2 separate regions of the Gossypium hirsutum genome follow, and region 1 is linked to region 2. The links are chromatin contacts, called in public Hi-C maps. All regions are on one chromosome and are shown on one strand. Each heading gives the region's core, a stretch centred on a gene start, on an enhancer-like site or on the middle of the called end of the contact. The rest is flanking DNA. Distances are from core to core; before and after follow the strand shown.

Evidence for each region. A called contact is a pair of places that touch in the nucleus more often than the background predicts.
Region 1: a Hi-C map of leaf shows a contact between it and region 2, with 4 times the contacts expected there. The contact joins the promoter of LOC121203710 here to the promoter of LOC107952877 in region 2. A contact is called at or near these places in 2 of 34 Hi-C or Micro-C datasets (both in leaf).

What each region holds. Positions count from the first base shown.
Region 1 is chrA07:37,872,173-37,876,961 of Gossypium_hirsutum_v2.1, reverse strand. LOC121203710 reads left to right here and starts at 2,847. Exons shown (of 13, transcript XM_041074150.1): 1 at 2,847-2,862; 2 at 2,945-3,075; 3 at 3,131-3,148; 4 at 4,424-4,521. The coding sequence starts at 2,847.
Region 2 is chrA07:37,396,698-37,401,123 of Gossypium_hirsutum_v2.1, reverse strand. LOC107952877 (elongation factor G-1, mitochondrial) reads left to right here and starts at 1,325. Exons shown (of 20, transcript XM_041118157.1): 1 at 1,325-1,860; 2 at 1,945-2,166; 3 at 2,250-2,371; 4 at 2,468-2,618; 5 at 3,081-3,152; 6 at 3,308-3,403; 7 at 3,499-3,587; 8 at 3,670-3,736; 9 at 4,327-4,365. The coding sequence starts at 1,456.

The DNA of each region.
Region 1 (4,789 bases), core at 1,598-4,097, 470 kb before region 2:
CTCGATCATATTTAGCTCCTCCTGCATCGTAACCCTCCATTTTTCATGTTAACAGCTTCAACAAAACTGACTGGTTCAAAAACAACTACATATCACCTCTAATAAATATCAGAAAGCACTACATGAAAATAGGGCTTTAGCGGCGTTTTATCAAAAAACGCCGTAAAAATTGTAAAACACAGAGCAATAGCGGCGTTTTACCAAAAACGCCACTAAAAACAAAGCAATACCGGCATTTTTGGTAAAACACCGCTAAAAACAGAGCATTAGCGGCGCTTTTGGTAAAACGCCGCTAAAGACCAGAGCATTAGCGGTGCTTTTGGTAAAACGATGCTAAAAGTCATATAACCCCTAAACCCCAAAAAAATCATGAACACTAATCTATAACCCCTAAAACAATAATTATTAAAATTTATGGTTATACAATATATTAAATATTTTTTTATATAATCGTAAAAGAGATAGTATTGAATTTAAAATATTAAATTAATTATCATTATAGTTTAAGGTTTATGGTTTAAGATATATGGGTTTAAGATTTATGAGTTAACTATGGTTTAAGATATATGGTTTAGGGTTTAAGGTTTAAGAGTTAACTAGTATTAGAAGGTTTATGACGAATTATGGATTTAGGGATTATGATTTAAGGTTTAGGGGTTAGGGGTAGAGTTTAAGGTGTAAGGGTTTGGGGTTAAGGTTTAGTTTTTATGGGATAGGGGTTAAAAGGTTTAGAGTTTAGATAAGCAATAAAATTCCTTTGTAATTATCTTTGTCCCTTGTAATATATATATATTTAGGGTTTAAGGTGATGTTGGTCTAAGCTCTAGGGTTTATGATTTGGGATTTAGGGTTTGGGGTGTGGGGTTTATGATTTAATTTTTAGGGTTTGGGGATAAATATGGTGAACTACATATCTTTTGTATCTTGGATTTTTTATAATATAAATCTAAATAAGATAAATATAAATTATTATTTTAAAAAATAAATATATCAAGTAGGTTAAATCCCAAAAGCATACATGAACAACGGTTTAGTGTGCAATTGTATACATGAACTTTAATTTGATCCAGTTATTGTAAATTATTAACACAATTATTGATATAACATCATTTTATATTTAGGGTTAAGGATTTAGGCTTTATAATTTAGAGCGCCTTAGAGTTTAGTGTTTATGGGATAGGGGTTAAAGGTTTAGGGTTATGATTAAGTAGTGTTTTTTAATTTATATATTAAACGATTTCTTATATAATTGTAAAAGAGATAAAATTAATTTGAATATTATATTAAAATTATAATTACAGTTTAAATTATTTAAGAGATAATAGATAAACTTTATATAAATGAAATGGTTTAAGATTTAATCTAAAAATATTTTGATATATTAAAAATAATTCAATTCAAATTAATTCCTCTACACTTAATTTATTTAAGTGAAATTTAAACTTAAAATTGTCATAGAATATAACAAATAAAAATGAAATATAAAAACTAAGAGATTAGTGGTGTTTATTTAAAAAACGCCACAAAAAACATAGCAGTTTAACGAAAACGGCGTCGTTTTAATTGGATTTTTAGGGGAGTACCGGCGTTTTTTTTAAAAATGCCACAAAAAGCAAAAAAAAAGTATAACGTAAACGGCGTCGTTTTATATGAAGATTTAGGGGATGCAAAAAAAATAGTACTTTAAAGTAAACGTCGTCGTTTTCATATGTACTCTACAGTAATATGGGTTTGAATCATAGTTGTATTAATTTTTTTTAAAAAAAGGCAAATTATGCTATTATCCCATGTACTATATGTAAAATGTGTATTTAGTCATTATATTTTAATTTGATTAGTTTTAGTCCCTGTATTTTTCAAATCGATCATTTTTTTCGTTTGTACTTTTCAAAATTTAAAATTTTAGTCATGGTGACTCAAATGATAGCAATTATATATGTTTGGTTAAATTATGCTATTAGTCTTGGTATTGTGCGTAAAGTTGTAGGTTGAGTTCATGTTATCCAATTAGATTATTATTGGTCCCTGTATATACTTTTCAAATTTTAAAATATTAATTTTGACACAAATGACAACCGTTAAATCCGTAACTGGCTTTTTGTGAGTAATATGTTTGTTACATTAGATTTTAGAAATAGCAAAACTTAATGAATTTAATAGCTACCATTTAATTAATACTACAATTTTAAAATTTGAAAATTAAAATGACTAAAAATAACAAAATGAAAGTAAAAGGACTAAATTCACAACTTACATATAATTCAACAACTAATAGAAAAAAGTATAATTAAAAATATTTAACTTGTTTATATTTAAAAAATTAATAAATATCAAATGAAAATAACATGTATATATTTATAAAAAAATTAAAACAATATCATTAGGTTTAAATAAATTTACTTTAAATATTTATAAAGATTTAAGGGATTTAAGTAAAATTAAAATAATATCGTTTTAAATGGATATTTAGTGGATTAGCAGCGTTTTTAAAAAAAATGCCGCAAAAAACATAATTGTTTACCTTGAACGGTGTCATTTTCCTTGAAATGTTTGCTTCTTTCTCATGCCCGACACCTATTCCCCCCAACCCAAAACAGATTTCCCCAATTCTCTAATTTCTTCTAATCCCTAAATTTCCCTCAAAAGAATCAGCAGACACGGTTAAGATTTATTGTCGAGCTAACATACATTTGACTTGAATCGCTTTTCTGTTTTGGAGGTTACTCGTTTGCTTCATCGGAGTGTAAAATATCAGGTAAGTTGTTCTTTTATTTGAGAACAATTTATTTCTTCTTTGTTTAACCTATGGGTTTTGGAGGAATTTCAATCATTTTCATATACTTTCAATGTTAGCAAGCAAGGGTATGCATATAAATCTCCTTTTTTGCAAACTCCATTAAAGTTTCTTATCCTCTTTTCTGGGGTAAATATTTATATATTCCAGTTAAATTGAAGTTTCCAATTCTTTTCAAAGGTGCGTACACCACTGAATTAGTTTGTTCAAAGCTAGCAAGGTTGCAATGGCTATACAATTTAAACTGTATTTCTGTTAATGGCGCTTGCGTGTTGAAAGCGGTCAGTTGTTCACTTTCATGTCTGGCTGTTGAAAGCATGAAGTAGATGAATCGAGAGATTTATCTTCATACTGGTACGTATAGGTTTTTCATATGCTATCATTTGTTGGTTTATAACTATCTAACTATTTTTCATTGAGATGTTTGACATAAATGAGAACCAAAACTATTAAGATATTCTCAGAGTAAAAATGGGGGTAAAGCAAGGGACGGGAAGGAACACTTGCTTCTTTTGATGTCTGGTTTTATTAAGATATTTTGCGGATGATACATTACAGTGTCAGTTTGAGATGCAGATTGACTAATTCGAGTATCTGTTTTGAAAATCCAAGTTAGGTTATTAGGATTTTATTAATATGTTCGGTGATTAAATGTAAACTAAATGTAGTAACCATATGACAAAGTATGTAAATCAAATGAAACTGAGCCTTAGGGGCTGAAGTGGATTCAAACAAGTCGAAGGACCCTAGAATGAATGAATTAATTGACATTATAAATGGTAACTTGGAAATTTGATTGATAATAGAATGTTTTGATATCGATATGTTTGAAATGTTATGTTAAAGGAATTGAAAACAAGCCTTAGGGGCCAATTGTGGATTAACGAGTCTAGGACTCGGAAATGTTATGCAATAAATTGTAAAAAAGAGATTTATATGCACTCAAGGGTAAAATATTAGTATCTAATTGCAGCTTTTTGGCATATCCTTTTAAGTCGATAACAACTAGTTGCTGCTATGTTTGGAATAAGCTACTTTAAACTTCCACAAGCTTTATGCAATAAATTGTAAAAAAAAAGATTTATATGCACTCAAGGGTAAAATATTAGTATCTAATTGTAGCTTTTTGGCATATCCTTTTAAGTCAATAACAGCTGGTTGCTGCTATGTTTGGAATAAGCTACTTTAAACTTCCACAAGCTTATGATTAAGGGTATGTCTTTTGAGTTTTGATTTTTCATTTTTTTATCATTCCTAGTGATGATATACTGTAGATTTTGTTATTACAATGCCTTCAAAGGGGATGATTTGATTGATAGAAATCTCATTACTTGTTATTATTGGTTTCCCACTCCAACTAAAAGCACTCTCTCAAGTATATGCATATATTATGGATTACTACATATATAGTTTTTGCTTTCCCACAAGATTGAAATTAAAAAAAAAAATTTACTTTGAAAAGTTATAAAAGAAAGTTTTTTTTAAGTCTTCCTAAAATCATTGTTATATGGCCTCCTTCATTTTCATTGTTAGTGTTTGCACCATCGAAAGCTTTCCTTTTATTTCCTTCTCAATACCTCAAAATATTGATGGCTTAAGCTAATGTATTTAACTTCAAACACTTACCAGATTGCTAGAGTTCAAGATGCTTTGTTGACTGCTTGCAAGCTTGCTAATGTTTTCCCATCTGTGTCAGCTTATGTCATTTTGTTGCTTCACAAGCTAAAGTTAGTTATTATTGATTCTTACAGTTTTTAACTACTTATGAATTTTACTATCTGATTTTGATGGAAGTAGACTTGGCAACTTTGTACCCATCTGTGTTCATTCGTTTTTCTCATGATGCGGTCATGTTTAAATTATTTTATATTCTTATAAAATTTGATACATAAATAATTTGTATTATATACAATATGCAATATTTCTATTTTCATGTTATAATTATGTTATTTGCTTGTATCATGGCATAATATAGCAAGTAGCTGTATTATGGCA
Region 2 (4,426 bases), core at 76-2,575:
CAATTGTAAATTTATGAAAAATATGCATTTTATTCAATTTAGTCCCTAAGATTGGGACTATAGTACTTCTAGGACCTTTTATTTCTCATTTTTACCACTAATTTTTAAAGTTATGCACTTTAGTCCCTATTGCACAAAATCATCAATTTACTTTACAATTTAGTCATTTTTCAACTCTAAATTTAAATTCTATCAAATTAACACCAAAAACTTCAACTATTCAACAATGGTAACATCCTCAATCTTTAATAGTATCGAAAATACGACATGGGTCAGCTAACTTAAATTATCAGGATTCCGAAAATATAAAAATTACAAGAAAAAAACTAAATTGAACATACTAATTGAAGCTTTAAACTTTGAAACCCTTGGTCATTGGTCTCCTATTTTTCTTTCTCCCCGATTCGATTTTTGCATGAAAATGGATGAAATGTTTTTTTTACCTACTTTTCCCCCTAACTTGTTTATTATTATGTTTTATTATTAAATTAATTTAGTAAAATTTTATCACATTTTCTTCTATTACAAAGTACATTACCGTCCAGTACCACTATAATAGTGGTTTAATTGCTATAAAAATCCCTCAACCAAGTTCTACTTATTAATTCATTAACAAATAAAATTGACATTTTTATGACTTAGTCCCTATACCTTAATTTAGCAGTAATTCGATAAAAATTACCTAACCCAAATTCAATTCACTTCTAACACAACTCCATAAATATTTAATAAAAAAAATTTACGAGTACGATTTATGAAAACGGGGTTCCAAAACCTCACTTTTCGACACCACTGACTTTTGAATCATTACATAACTGCTAAGACATATGGTTATGGAGATTAAAATGGAGGATGGACTTTATCACTATACTTTAGGGACCAATTCAAACATTGTCATTAAAGACATGATGGAAGATAAGGAGAGACGACCTCCTAACTAGTAATAGCTTGAGTTTGTATCTATCTGTTACCCAACGAAGGAAAGGGCACTACCTTTGGTTGCTAGATTTGGTGTATGTTGTGGAGCTCTTTTATGTGCTGATTATTTTTTGGTTGTTGCATAAGTAAATGATATCAAGAATTCTTTCTTCAATAGAGACATGCCATGATATTGGCTACCGCCTATATTTAGGCATTGGCTTCAAAACATGACCTCAGTGGTATGGTTGAGATATGAGGTTGGGACCCTTGTGCTATGGTTTGTTGGTCTCTTTTTGGATTGCTTTAGGGCCCAACTACATATTTAGAACAGGAACTAATGGGCTTATCGAAAGCAAATGAAGTCACCAAATAGGCCTGGACGAATATCCAAATTAACCGACCACCGGAGAAAATGAATCCGAATTGTTCCTGATCCTAACCCGCCCCTTTTCAGAACCCGAACGGGAAAGTAAAAGCCCCTTATCTTGGGTTTAGGGTTTTACCCGCACCAAGCAGCACTATCCATATTCCACCATGGCGCGATTCCAAAGATCCGCAGTCCCGCGCCTCCTTTACACCTTGTACTCCACCAAAGCGGCGCCCTACTCTTCCCCCTCCCCGACGGCCGCCCTCCTACGCGGGAACTTCGAGGTCCGTCATTTCGCTGCTGGCAACGTCGCGCGAGCAAAGGACGACAAAGAACCATGGTGGAAAGAGTCCATGGAACGACTCCGAAACATCGGAATCTCCGCTCACATCGACTCCGGAAAGACCACACTGACAGAGCGGGTTCTCTATTACACCGGCCGGATCCACGAGATCCACGAGGTTCGCGGGAAAGACGGCGTCGGAGCAAAGATGGATTCCATGGATTTAGAAAGAGAGAAAGGAATTACTATCCAATCTGCTGCCACGTATTGCACCTGGAAAGATTACCAGGTTCGTATGGTATTTTGAATTTGACCTAATTTGACTCTTTGTGTTACTTATTATGACGTGCAAATTTTCCATCTGCTGTTTCAGATTAATATAATCGATACGCCTGGTCACGTTGATTTTACGATTGAAGTCGAGAGGGCGCTGCGTGTTCTTGACGGTGCCATTTTGGTTTTGTGTAGCGTTGGTGGTGTACAAAGTCAGTCAATTACTGTTGATCGGCAAATGAGAAGATACGAGGTGCCAAGACTCGCATTTATTAACAAGCTCGATCGAATGGGAGCTGATCCATGGAAAGTTCTCAACCAGGTACATTCATGTAACTGAATTGATGTTATTGAACTTCACACATTTAATAGTGGCATGCTGATCGTTTCTGTGCCTGGTGTCAGGCAAGGTCTAAGCTTCGGCATCATACTGCGGCTGTGCAAGTTCCAATTGGTTTGGAAGAAAACTTTAAGGGACTTATCGACCTTGTGCAGCTAAAAGCTTATTATTTTCATGGTTCCAGCGGGTTTGTTTCGATCTCTCTGGTTCACTTAATTTTTCTTCGTGTGACAGCCTTTTCATTTCCTGTTATTTCTTTTTGGTCATATAATAACTATTGCAGAGAAAAAATTGTGACTGAGGAGATACCAGCAGATATGGAAGCCATAGTTGCAGAAAAGAGACGTGAACTAATAGAAGTGGTTTCTGAAGTGGATGATAAACTAGCTGAAGCATTTCTAAGTGATGAGCCTATTTCCCCTGCTGATCTTGAGGTCTGTTCGGGGACTGGTGATTTATTTAATTCTTTTTTTCTACTGATAGAAAGTGTATTTGATGCTGCCCATCTAGTGTCCCTTTTGCATTTAAAAAATGGCAGGGAAAATAGCATGCCTGCCTTCACTTTGACTTGATGCCCATCAAATATTCAGAGTCCATGCTTGCTTCTGAAATTTGAATATGGATGTTATGGGCTGATGGCCTTTCAGTGGATTTACAATGATCCTTCATGTTGAATGGTCTTTCATTGTACTCTATACGTGCTGTACGGGTGGACGATGGAGGCTTTTTCTTGCATCGAACGTTACAATGTGATATTAGCTTAACTATTACCCAAGTGTAGACCACAACATTTATTTTTCTATTGTTTTAACTTACAGTTCTATATGTTGCTGCTTCTTTTTACTTGATTTATGAACTTGATGTGAGTTCTAAAATTTATAGCTTGCTCTGAGCAGGAAGCAGTTCGTAGGGCAACCATAGCAAGGAAGTTTGTTCCTGTATTCATGGGTAGTGCATTCAAAAACAAGGTATTTTATGATTAATTCTGTTCTTTGGTTCCCATTAATTTCAGTCAACCAACTTCTGACAATAAGGCAGCCATCAGAATTTAGATTATTTTATTTGTTTATTTATCTGTTGGATTATTAGATGCCACTTATTTGATACTTTCTCTTCTGCACAGGGTGTACAACCACTTTTAGATGGTGTCCTTAGTTACTTGCCATGTCCAATTGAAGTCAGTAACTATGCTCTTGATCAAACAAAGAATGAAGAAAAGGTATAAAATTGATTACTTCAAGTCCTCCCAAAAAGGTTTTGATGAATCTGGTCAGAAACTTTTTTTAATGTAATTCTTTTGTAATTCTCTTGTAGGTAATGTTGCCTGGAACCCCAGATGGACCACTTGTAGCATTAGCTTTTAAGCTGGAGGAAGGGCGGTTTGGTCAGCTAACATATCTGAGGTAATGTTGCTGCATCATTTTCCGTTGTTGTAGTGCATGTATTTCATGCTATATTACCTAACAATAATTTATATTGGTGAAGAGTCTACGAGGGTGTGGTTCGAAAGGGTGATTTTATAGTCAACGTAAATACAGGAAAGAAGATTAAGGTAAGTTATTATTATTTTTTTATTTCATGTTCTCTTGCTCTAATTTTTTCATTCCTTTCTTGAGCTTTTGTTTTATTTGATCTTTTCGGGCAAACACATCCCATTTTTTGTAGTGGATGTTTTATTTGTTGTCTGTGAGTGTGAATTGGTCTTGAGCTGAGTTAGATGGACCTCCACAAATTCATTTATCAAACTAAAATTCGTTTTTGGTTAGCATTTTGTGATTTTGATAGAAAACACTATCAGTTGAGATTTTGAAATGCTGTTACCTATGATGTTTGATCAAGTATCTTCCATATGCATGTTAATTCCAGCCTGATATGCAAGGTGACTTCTCATCAAAATTGGGTAACATTGGTTCTTTTATTAATTGTAATGTTCATATTTTGTATGGTTCTGTTAAGTCAGGACATGTGTCATTTTTGGTGTTCTGTTTTATGTGATAGACTTCCATGACACTGAAATACATTTTTTCATTTTAACGTATTTTGTCTGTTTGTCTCCTCTTTCCCTTTCTCTATATCTGCTAAACTTATCCTCGGGGTTTAGTATACAATAATACAAGCTAAATATTTTTTATTTTGTCCCAGGTACCTCGTTTGGTTCGGATGCATTCTAATGAAATGGAGGTTGGGCTTTTCTTAACATCAGTCTTAGTAATTATGCGAATGGTGGGACCTTTAAATAGTA